Linked DNA regions of Mus musculus: region 1 is linked to region 2. Evidence: chromatin contacts called from public HiChIP or PLAC-seq data. All regions are on one chromosome and are shown on one strand. Each heading gives the region's core, a stretch centred on a gene start, on an enhancer-like site or on the middle of the called end of the contact. The rest is flanking DNA. Distances are from core to core; before and after follow the strand shown.

What was found. HiChIP or PLAC-seq counts read pairs in DNA pulled down with a chosen protein or histone mark.
Region 1: an H3K4me3 HiChIP or PLAC-seq map of embryonic stem cells shows a contact between it and region 2, with 30 read pairs. The contact joins the promoter of Atf2 here to the enhancer-like site in region 2. A contact is called at or near these places in 4 of 484 Hi-C or Micro-C datasets (brown adipocytes, embryonic stem cells, granulosa cells and 1 more), 5 of 115 datasets of contacts at active chromatin or transcription factors (the SCID.adh cell line, bone marrow-derived macrophages and embryonic stem cells) and 2 of 9 other capture datasets (adipose tissue and pancreatic islet).

The regions. Positions count from the first base shown.
Region 1 is chr2:73,890,125-73,895,279 of GRCm38.p6, forward strand. It overlaps Atf2 (activating transcription factor 2), which reads right to left and starts at 2,515. Exons shown (of 15, transcript NM_001025093.2): 1 at 2,351-2,515. Gm10822 (a long non-coding RNA gene) reads left to right here and starts at 2,284. Exons shown (of 3, transcript XR_003953852.1): 1 at 2,284-2,615; 2 at 2,787-2,913.
Region 2 is chr2:73,824,564-73,829,547 of GRCm38.p6, forward strand. Atf2 (activating transcription factor 2) reads right to left here. Exons shown (of 15, transcript NM_001025093.2): 13 at 3,909-4,115. Among named protein-coding and RNA genes, the nearest start is that of Chn1, 52 kb to the left of the region's middle. Within about 2 kb of position 2,403, at least 2 of the 459 cell types and tissues checked have an H3K27ac peak or open chromatin away from gene starts, as enhancers often do. A contact at or near this core is called in embryonic stem cells, where this site is marked.

The DNA of each region.
Region 1 (5,155 bases), core at 1,265-3,764, 66 kb after region 2:
GCAGAGCAGCTGGGATAAGTTCCCAGCACCCACATGGTGGCTCATAATAATATGTAACTCTAGTTTTAGAGATTCAGGATTTAAGATGGTCTCTAAGGGCACTGCCCATAAATGGTACACATACATATATGCAAGCAAAACACAAAAATAAATAAATCTTAAAAACAAACATAGAACATGTTCCATTTCAGACAAGATTTCAGTCTATAGAAATAGATGTGAATATAAGATAGTCACAAAATGTTAAAACCATTGACTATATGACAGGTGGTTTTGTAGGCTACAAGTTAATACAGGGAGTACTATATGTATTAATTTCATACAGGTCAGTTGAATCATCCAATCACTTTCATTGAATTATCTAATTACTTTCATTGACTTCTAATCAAGGAGGGTTCCAATACAAATTTTTTTGTTTTGTTTTGTTTTCGAGACAGGGTTTCTCTGGGTAGCCCTGGCTGTCCTAGAACTCACTCTGTAGACCAGGCTAGCCTTGAACTCAGAAATCCGCCTGCCTCTGCCTGGGATTAAAGGCGTGCGCCACCACGCCCAGCTTCCAATACAAATTTTGCTTTAAATATAAGACTTACTTTTCTAAGGGCATTTCAATAAGAGTAACAAAAGAAAGTGATACCAGTTCACAGAAACACATATCATTTTGGAAGAGACTAAAGTCAAAAATGAGTGGAAACAGCATGTAAGGTAAAGTTATTTACTAGATCTAGCAATATAATTGATTAGGAGAGTACAGATAATAATTAAAACTCAAGTTTTCAAGTTTTCTTAAAAATAAAAAAAAACAAAAACAAACCTAGATTTCTTGACTTAATGTTAGTCATGAAATATTTAATGGATAGTATCATTTCAAAACAATATAGCTTTAAAATTTTAAAATACCCATGAAAACATCTCTAAACATCTCTCCAATTATTTATTAATGATTTTAAGACCTAGAACCTTAATTATCACTCAACTATCGATGGCCTTAAAGATCCATGTACTTAGTTTTCTTGGCTTATATAGGATATGTTTTTAGCATACTCTACAAAATATTTCTATACTTTTGAAAAAAGTTTATTGCAGGGATTCTTCAAATAGGTTTAGCAAATTTAAATACAAGACTCTTATTTCATCTAGAGTTAACTGTTTTAAAATAAGCCTTTATAAAGTCTTACCATTTGGGTGCTAGAGACCCAGGCCATTTGGCGCTAAATGAGTAGTATTCCTGGAACGGTTATTACTTGACAATGGCCAAGGGTTAAGAATTTCTTCAAACAGGACAAACTGAGCTCAGAACAGTCCGTGTTTGGTCAGATGTTAAAAACAGCATTACCTGCATCTGGTGTGAACGTGTCCCTAGTTTATAATCCCCAAGAAACTGTGACTTCCACAAGGTAAACTAGGTATTAGTCGATGGGCCTAGAGTCTATCATGAGTATCCCTTTTACTCAATTATACTGGTGGTAGTTTTACTCGACCTTCCCAGTTTAAGAGTCTCCATTAAAGAAGAGACAATTTTATAATACCTATGTGCATAAAAATAGTTCCCATCTCCTCCAAGGTCTGGTTCAATGAGTGAGCATCCCGGGGAGACATACACACATCTCTCCCTACCTCTCTTCCTTGTCCCTGGGGTAATAAAAGGCACAGATTATTTTCCTACAAAAGCTCTGCAGAACACCGGTCGAAGTAAATGGGGTGTGGGGGGGAATAGCAGAATCAACCTGCACCCACACCTCAGCCCCGCCCCACCTGGAAAGGGGGGGGTGGCGGCGGCGGGAGTGTGAGGGCGGCAGAAAGGACAGAAAAGGCCGAGACCACCAGCAGGTTCTCCATTACCATTGGCTCCATCACGTTCCACCGAGGCCAGAGACCCTTGCTTCCCAATCCTTCAACGCACCATCCCAAACCCTCGATCGCCCGAGTCCCCGGTGGGGAGCCCAGCGTGGGCCCTCTGGGCAGCGCGATCAAGGACTAGCGGCGGGGGTCTCCCCGACAGATGGGCGGATCCGAAGGGCGCCTCGGGGACCTCTCAAGTGACCACACCAGAGGAGAAGTCGGAGGGAGGGGTCGGAGAAGAGCCGTTATTCCTTCTCGCTCAGGCTTGGGAAAGCGCGCGAGGGAGGGGCCGGCCGGAGCCGCAGCGCGTTACCTAACGGTCCGGTCGCTCCGCCAGACCAGAGGCGGCAACGCGGCCACCGCCGTCCGTAGGGTTGGGGTCCACAGCAGGGGCGCAAAAGGGGTGGGAGGCGGGGGGTGGAGACTACAGGCAGCGACGTCGCCATGTTAGCACCTTCTTCCTCTGCATCCCTACAACCTCCAAGCCCGTGGCCCTTCCACCATTACTCACCTTTCCAGGTCACTAATTCATGGTCCTGCCAGCCACCCGCGAGCCCGGAGGCCGGCCGTGTTTACAAACTAGCCCCGGAGGAGAGGGCTGAATCGCACTTTAAAGGCCACGGGCTCCCACAGGCTTCCGTCCTCTCTCGCGAGATCCGACTGACAAACCTTCTCCCCGCCCCACTCCCGGCATCCCTGCCGCTTTCTTCTTGCGCCCCTCCCCTTCACGCACACGCCCCTTCCTGCTTTCCACCGAGGGAGCGCCCGCGGGTCAGGTGACTCCGTCGTGCCTCGGAAAAAGGGCGGGTCTTCAGGAGGGCGGGGGCGGGGAGGCGGGAACCAAAGAACACTCGGACGCGAGTGATTGGGCGAAAAGCACGAAAGGCGGGAAGCAGGTCCAAAGGGGCGTGGCCAAGGTGCCCAAGGACCGTTGTTTCGGTAACCAGGGAACTGCAGAAAGCTGTGATTGGCAGCCGTCGGGAGGCGGGCACGAGAAGCTGCACCGGATCTGGGGCGCGCGCGCAGGTGGCGGAGGAGCGAGCAGGAGGGCGTGGGCGGTGTGAGAGAAGAAAGGTGAGGTCGGGGAGCCTAAAGGAGCCCAGCCCTGGCGCCGGATGTCTCTGTCGTATTGGTTTCTGACTTCGCTAGGGATATGAGACTATGAAGGGAGAAGCGCTTCTGGACCACTCTCCGTGTACCGAGAAGCCAGAGCTGGAGAGAGAGCTACGCTTAAGGTTTTGGAGAGTCGGGGTTTGCCAGTCATCACCTCCGCCCCCATGTGCACACTGAAGCAAAATAAGTCAGCCCTGCGTAGAAAATAGAAACCTTTTCTTAGAGAGTTCTTTGTTCGGATTTTACTAAGCCAGAACTGGAGCCGATCTTCCCCACCACCCTATGTCAAGTATATGGTATATTACATACGAGTATGTTCAAAGGCAGTGATCAAAAGGAAATACACCGTCTTCCACCCCCATGTCACCATATTTTAAAACAAAGCAACGATCTTTTTCCTAGAGAAAAATTCTTGTAATTATGAGTGTTTCTTTTATCAAATTTCCTTTACTTAGTTAGATATAAAAATACAAATTTCAGGGACCGAAGAGATGTCTCAGCGGTTAACAGTACTGGATGCGAGCCGGGCGTGGTGGCTCACGCCTTTAATCCCAGCACTCGGAAGGCAGAGGCAGACGGATTTCTAAGTTCAAGGCCAGCCTGGTCTACAGAGTGAGTTCCAGGACATCCGCAAGTAACCCTTAAGCCGTCTATAACTCCACTTCCAGGGTACCTGACGTAGAATTAAGAAATTAATTAAAATTATTAATTTCAATAGAATCACTTCATTCATTTAAAGCTTAAGAGATCGGTATTAATTTTTTTATTTTTTTAAATTTTCGAGGCAGGGTTTCTCTGTGTAGCCCTGGCTGACCTGGAACTCACTCTGTAGACCAGGCTGGCCTCGAACTCAGAAATCCGCCTGCCTCTGCCTCCCAAGTGCTGGGATTAAAGGCATGCGCCACCACGTCCGGTTTGGTTAATGTTTTAAGGAGGACTAAAGGACGCCAATGAGAACCCAGCAGAGAAGAGGCATTCTTCCCACAATATTTTCCTTTGCTCTATAAATTGTAGTGCCAAAGAAATGCCTGTTAATGTAGGAAGTAGGTTTCAAAAAAACTAGGGGGCGGGGCGGGGGAAGGAACTGGACAGATGGTTAGGAGTGCTTGCTGATGTTGCAGAGCACCCAAGTTTAGTTTCCTATCACCACATACCTGCTCAGCTGCTCATAAAAGCGGGGTGGGGGTGGGGATCGGACAACCTCTTCCAGCCTCCGTGGGCATGTGGTGCACATTCGTTTATGCAGTCAAACACTCATACACACAAAGTAATGTCCTTAAAATTGGGGGCAAGAAGAAGGACGACTGATTAGTGTAATGACAATGAAAGAGACAGACCTTTACAGACCTTTACAATTCCATAACTGGTTCAGGTGCACTACTCCTAAACATACTTATTCCTACTGAAGATTTTGGTGCTTATTTTAGGGATGTTGGTTGTCCAATAAATATGTACAAGTTGCAAAATGTGATTAAGGCGCCTGTGAAATCTTGCACTGATTTTTAAAAAGCAAGCCTTTTTTTTTAGTATCATGCTTTTCCATTTGTTAAATGCGTATTTCTAATTTAGATTTATGAATACAATTCGTGTCTTTACATAAAATACACCCAATTTCTCCACGCCAAGTGAATCTAAAATTGTAAGTTTGTCTGGAATAGTATCTGAGAGTTAATGAGCCTGCCGTCTAATAATGATGCCTAGCATGAAAGTGAAATTGTAATGTCACTGGACCTTCTAATAGGTTGCTGGCCTGTATACATGTACGTGAGCCAACTCAATCTTCCTTTAAAACTAGCTTAATTACTTGAGAAACCTGAAAGAAACCAGATTATTAACACTGTCGGTTCTGAAGTTAGAAAGAAAGTACCATCTTGTAAACTTAGTAACAGTGCAGTAATGTCAATAGACTTGAACACTAATTATATCAGCAAGGTGTCAGCTGCTCATTACTGGTTGGAAGGCTAACAGACAAGAATATAGGCCTGCCAGATCATAAGTTGCTAGGTCCAGATGACTGTCTCTAAGATGCTGCTTTCCTCCAGCCGACAATATCTAACCCAAGGGGAAAAAAACCTAAAAATGTTAAAGCACTTCAAAAGAACTTTGTCCATTAGAATTGAGTTTTTACATTGCTTTTTCACCATGTATATTAAAACACTTTTTGTTTGTTTCTGTTTTTTACTATGTAGTCCTAACTGTCCTG
Region 2 (4,984 bases), core at 1,153-3,652:
CAACTGCATGTAACTCCAAGTCCAGGGTGATCTAACACTCTCTCATAGACAATATATGCAGGCAAAACACCAATGCACATAAAAAAAAAAGTATAGGTGGTTGTAGAATTCTCTCCAATAACCATGAATTCACTAGCACCGAGCTAGGTTGCCAGTACCTCTTGATCTCCCTCTTAAGTCTTAAGTCAAATTAGAGAGTAGTTGGTTACTACCAAAGTATGCATGTCACTACTGCATGATCAGGGTTATTGTGTCATGCTGTGGTACACAGGTATCACAGCTGGGTAAATTGTTGGTTGCCTCCTTCCTTTGGCAGCATGCATGGCGATTTCTGATATGAAAGCTAGTCTTCAGGGAAGGGGCACAGGTCAGTCCAAGCTGAGGGATCTCTGGGCCTTACTTCTTTTTTTTGTTTGTTTGTTTTTATGAATTATGTATGTGTGTGTGTGTAAATGTATACACACACACACACACAAACACACACACACACACACACACACACACACACTGTAGCTGTCTTCAGACACACCAGAAGAGGGCATTAGATCTCATTACAGATGGTTGTGAGCCACTATGTGGTTGCTGGGAAGTGAACTGAGGACTTCTGGAACAGCAGCAGTCAGTGCTCTTAACCACTCAGCCATCTCTCCAGCCCTACTTCTAAAGTGCACGGTGTCTTAGCAATACAAACTTACCTTCTACCTCTGGGGGCTTATCAAGGGCAACAGCAATAGATTGTATGTTTTGTGAGTCTCTTGGACAACAACTAAAAAGAGAGTATCTCATGTCTGGCATTGGAGGTTTTGTTAGGTGGTCTTTGGCTCTTGGAAGAAGCTTCGTCTGCCCAGATGAGAAAGGTTCATTAAAAGTGTATGTATATTCATGCATGGAATATTATAGTTTTTTAAGTTAAATTTTGGAAATAGATAATAGTATGACCAGTTGTGGCTTTTTCAGACATCTTTGTTATTTTACCCACCTTTCTTCTTTTGTATAGACCTGCCTCCCCTTTACTAAAGAGCATCCCTTTCCCACTTCCCCATCAGACAGCTTGTACACTGCTTTTTCCTTTCCCCTCCTCCTCTCCACCCGTTCTTCTGTATCAACCTCTCTGCCTCTCCTTAAGGAGCCCCCTTCTCTTTTTCATTTCCCTGATCAGATAGTTCACCTGTACTCTACTAATTCCTTCTCTTATCCATAAAGTCTCACCAACATGATTTTGTCCAAATGTGAGCTGAACAGGAATGACACCAATGAACATGCCAAACTAGATGGCTTGACCCCAAGGCCACAACCCTATATACACCAAGAACTACAGGTAACTGAGGTAAACTGGGAATGGGAGAGATGGTGTTCCTCAGGGAAGAATATGCCAACTGGTTGTCTAGTGTCAAAGAGTCAGTCTCAGCTGGGTGTGGTAGCGCACGCCTTTAATCCCAGCACTCGGGAGGCAGAGGCAGAGGCAGAGGCAGGCGTATTTCTGAGTTCGAGGCCAGCCTGATCTACAAAGTGAGTTCCAGGACAGCCAGGGCTATACAGAGAAACTCTTGTCTCGAAAAACCAAAAAAAAAAAAAAAAAGTCAGTCTCGAAACATACATACAGGTAGTATTAGACAGACTCAATAGGTTATATTTAGGAACATCTATGCATATACATATATGCATGAAGTAGTAATTTGTTGAAACAAAAAAAAGGTCATGAATTTGAAGGAGAGTTGGAAAGGGCATTATTCTGGATTTGGAGGGAGAAAAGGGAGAGCAAAGTATAAATAAATTATAATTTCAAAAAATTTTTAAAAAAGTTTTATTAGTTAAGAACAATAAAAAGAAACATTTAAATCACTTTGTTGATATGTAAGTAATAGTAATTGATATTCTATCAGGTTTGCAAAGAATAGTTTTCATGGTCTACACATAAATCAGTATATGTACAATGTTTCATTTCACTTAAATGAGAAATGAATTTTATTCTAAGTTTTTTAGTAAATTCATTTGTTAGGATGATAACGATAAAATTTGTAACTAAATTCTAGTATATATTTGAAGTTTATGTTGTTTAGTAAGTCATGAATAATCATTTTTTCATATTATAAGTTAGATGGCTAAAAATAAGTTTTGTAAGAGGCAATCAGTTCGTCTTAAAATAACCAAAACAATATGCAAAATGCAACAAAGGCTTCTAAGAATGTCTGTCTCACATATGAAAACTTGCTATAAAATTTAGTTTGGGTAAGTGCGATACAGGATGTTAAAAAGAGCTTTCTAAGTATTTTAACAATTTTATTTGTGACACTTTTAAGATAGATTTAAGAAACAAGTGCCCTGTTGTGGATAGCCCTGGGGGTAATTATATTTGATGTTAATCCCATTCTCCTGTAGAGGGGCTAAGAACAAGAAACAGGTCAGCACTCAGGTGATTTCCTGTAAACCTGCTTCCCGCCTTAATTTGTAAAATAAAGGAGAGTTGATGGTTGGGCAGATAAAAGGGAAGGTGAGGAGAAAAAGAAGAAGAAAATGGAAGAGGGAGAGGACGCAGAGGAGGAGGAAGAAGAAAAGTAGAGCAGAAGCACATGGCCTGGAGAAATCTCAAGTTCTAAGGAGTCTCATAGACGTGGAAGATGGAGGGTAGTGGTAGATCTGCCTAATCTAGGCGCACAGCATATATTCATAATAACTGAGTTTTGTTTTCACTGGAAATGGGTAATTCAAAAGATTGATCTACTCATATGTTCACAATACCAGCTACTTGGAAAGCTGAGACCGGAAGATCTTGAGTTTGAAGCAAGTTTGGGCAATTTAGCTCCCTATGCTAAAACTCAAAATTACTAAAGGAGGCACTAGTGGTAGACCACTGAAGCCCCAATTTCAACTTCTAGTCCTGTTGTTAAACACACAAAAACTTGACCTATATTAATAAACAACTACAATTTATTAATTTCTAGTTACTTGTTAGTTCAAAAGCTACTACTGGAGAATATTCACAATGTCAAAAGCAAAATGATGAAAACAGAATGAAAGAGATAAAGGAAGGAGGAAAGAAAGAAGGAGAGAAGGAAGGAAAGAAACACATTTGATGCTACCTTAATACTTTTATTAAAAATCTTACCCAAGACTTGAATGGAGCCTTAAAATCTTTATAACACATGAGATCCTAAGAAATGTATTTGAGGCACATCGGCAGGGCAGTATGAAATAATTTGTTATGCCACTGGCCGAATATTACCTATTTTGTGGATAATTAGAATCCTTCAGTTTCCAAAGCTGTCAATCTGGCTCCTTTCACATGTGCTAGTTACTTAAGAAAGAACAACAGAATTGTAATTCAAAGAAAGAAAGTAAAAAACTGCCATTGGAACAACTTTATGGTTAATATAAAGGTAAAATGACAAATAAACAGAACAAATAAACAAAAAATAGCGATTTTTAAAAAAAGTTTTGAACTTTATAAAGTTCAAGCAAGGTTATTACAGTATTTCTGTACCACACAACTAAACAGTTACACATAAAATTTCTTCATTGTGTCAGGGTTGAAAGTTTGGTATCACTTCAGGTCAGAATTCACAAGGTTTAGGAAACCATGGCTTACTACAGAGTCTACATATGTGTCGTATATATCATGTCCTAAAATACTTGCAGGATCATCTAGAAAAAACTATGTTCCTAGTCAGACAGCAGTGGTGCACACCTTTAATCCCAGCATTCAGGAGGCAGAGGCAGGAGAATCTCTGAGTTCGAGGCCAGCCTAGTCTACAGAGTGAGTTCCAGGACAACCAGGGCTACACAGAGAAACCCTGTCTTGCAAAGCTACACACAAAAAACCAAACCAAACCAAACCAAACCAAACCAACAAACCAAGCAACACCTATGTTGCTAACTAATAAATAGAAGCAAACTGCTTGTGCCCATACCTGCAGCTGGCCATTTAGTGAACTCAAGTCTTCTGCTTTCTTCTCTAAGGACTGAACCCACACTTTCCTTTTTTGTCGGCATCTTGAAGCTGCTGCTCTATTTCGTTCTAGAAACTTCCTCCTTTTCTCATCAGGATCTTCATTAGCTGCTCTTCTTCGACGGCCACTTGTATTTTGGGTCTGAGGAGTTGTGTGAGCTGGAGAAGCCTATGACAATATGGAGAGAGCTTGCCTGTGAGTGTGGAATGAGTAAATTGACAGGTGCAAGACACAGTATTAAAAGGGAGGGTTGCTAACTTCATGATATATGCCTTAATGACATCAGCACTCTGGAACAAAATTCACCCTATGGCTGAATCCCTTTTAAATAACTGTGTGATAGTGAAATGATCAATGCAATAAACAGTGAATGTCTTCCATAAAATATGTGTATTTTTAGTGTCTTGTTAAAGAAATTCTACTATATTCATAGATGCCTTTTTCAGTCATTATCAGACAAGCTTCCTTCTGCAGCAGATGGGGAAAAAATAGAGAAATAATAGCTAAACAATAAAAGGAAAAAAGAGTATGTGTATTTTGATAAACTATTTTTACAAATGTTATTTTTAACTGATTTTATATCATTAATTCTTTGAAAACTAATCTCTATAAGTTTATAACTTTTTAGCCCGGTGTGGTGGTGCACGCCTTTAATCCCAGCACTTGGAAGGCAGAGGCAGGTAGATTTATGAGTTCGAGGCCAGCCTGGTCTATAAAGTGAGTTCCAGGACAGCCAGGGCTACCCTGTCTCAAAAAACCAAAAAAAAAAAAAGTTTATAACTTTTTTCAATTTTGTTTTGAAGAAAAATTTATTAAATATGCCAGTTGCACTAAAATAGTTACTTCTATAATATTTATTTTTCAGGTAAGGAGAGCCCCGTAGGGGCCTTGGTTTTCATTAATGGATCAGTTTGGTTATCTTTATTAAGCCCAGGACAAATCTTATTCATTAATCAGACTGCCCAATGTTAGGTACCCTCTTAGTCTTACAAATCCCAAACCGTGCCATAAAATATGGCAGTGTGGGAGACAAAACA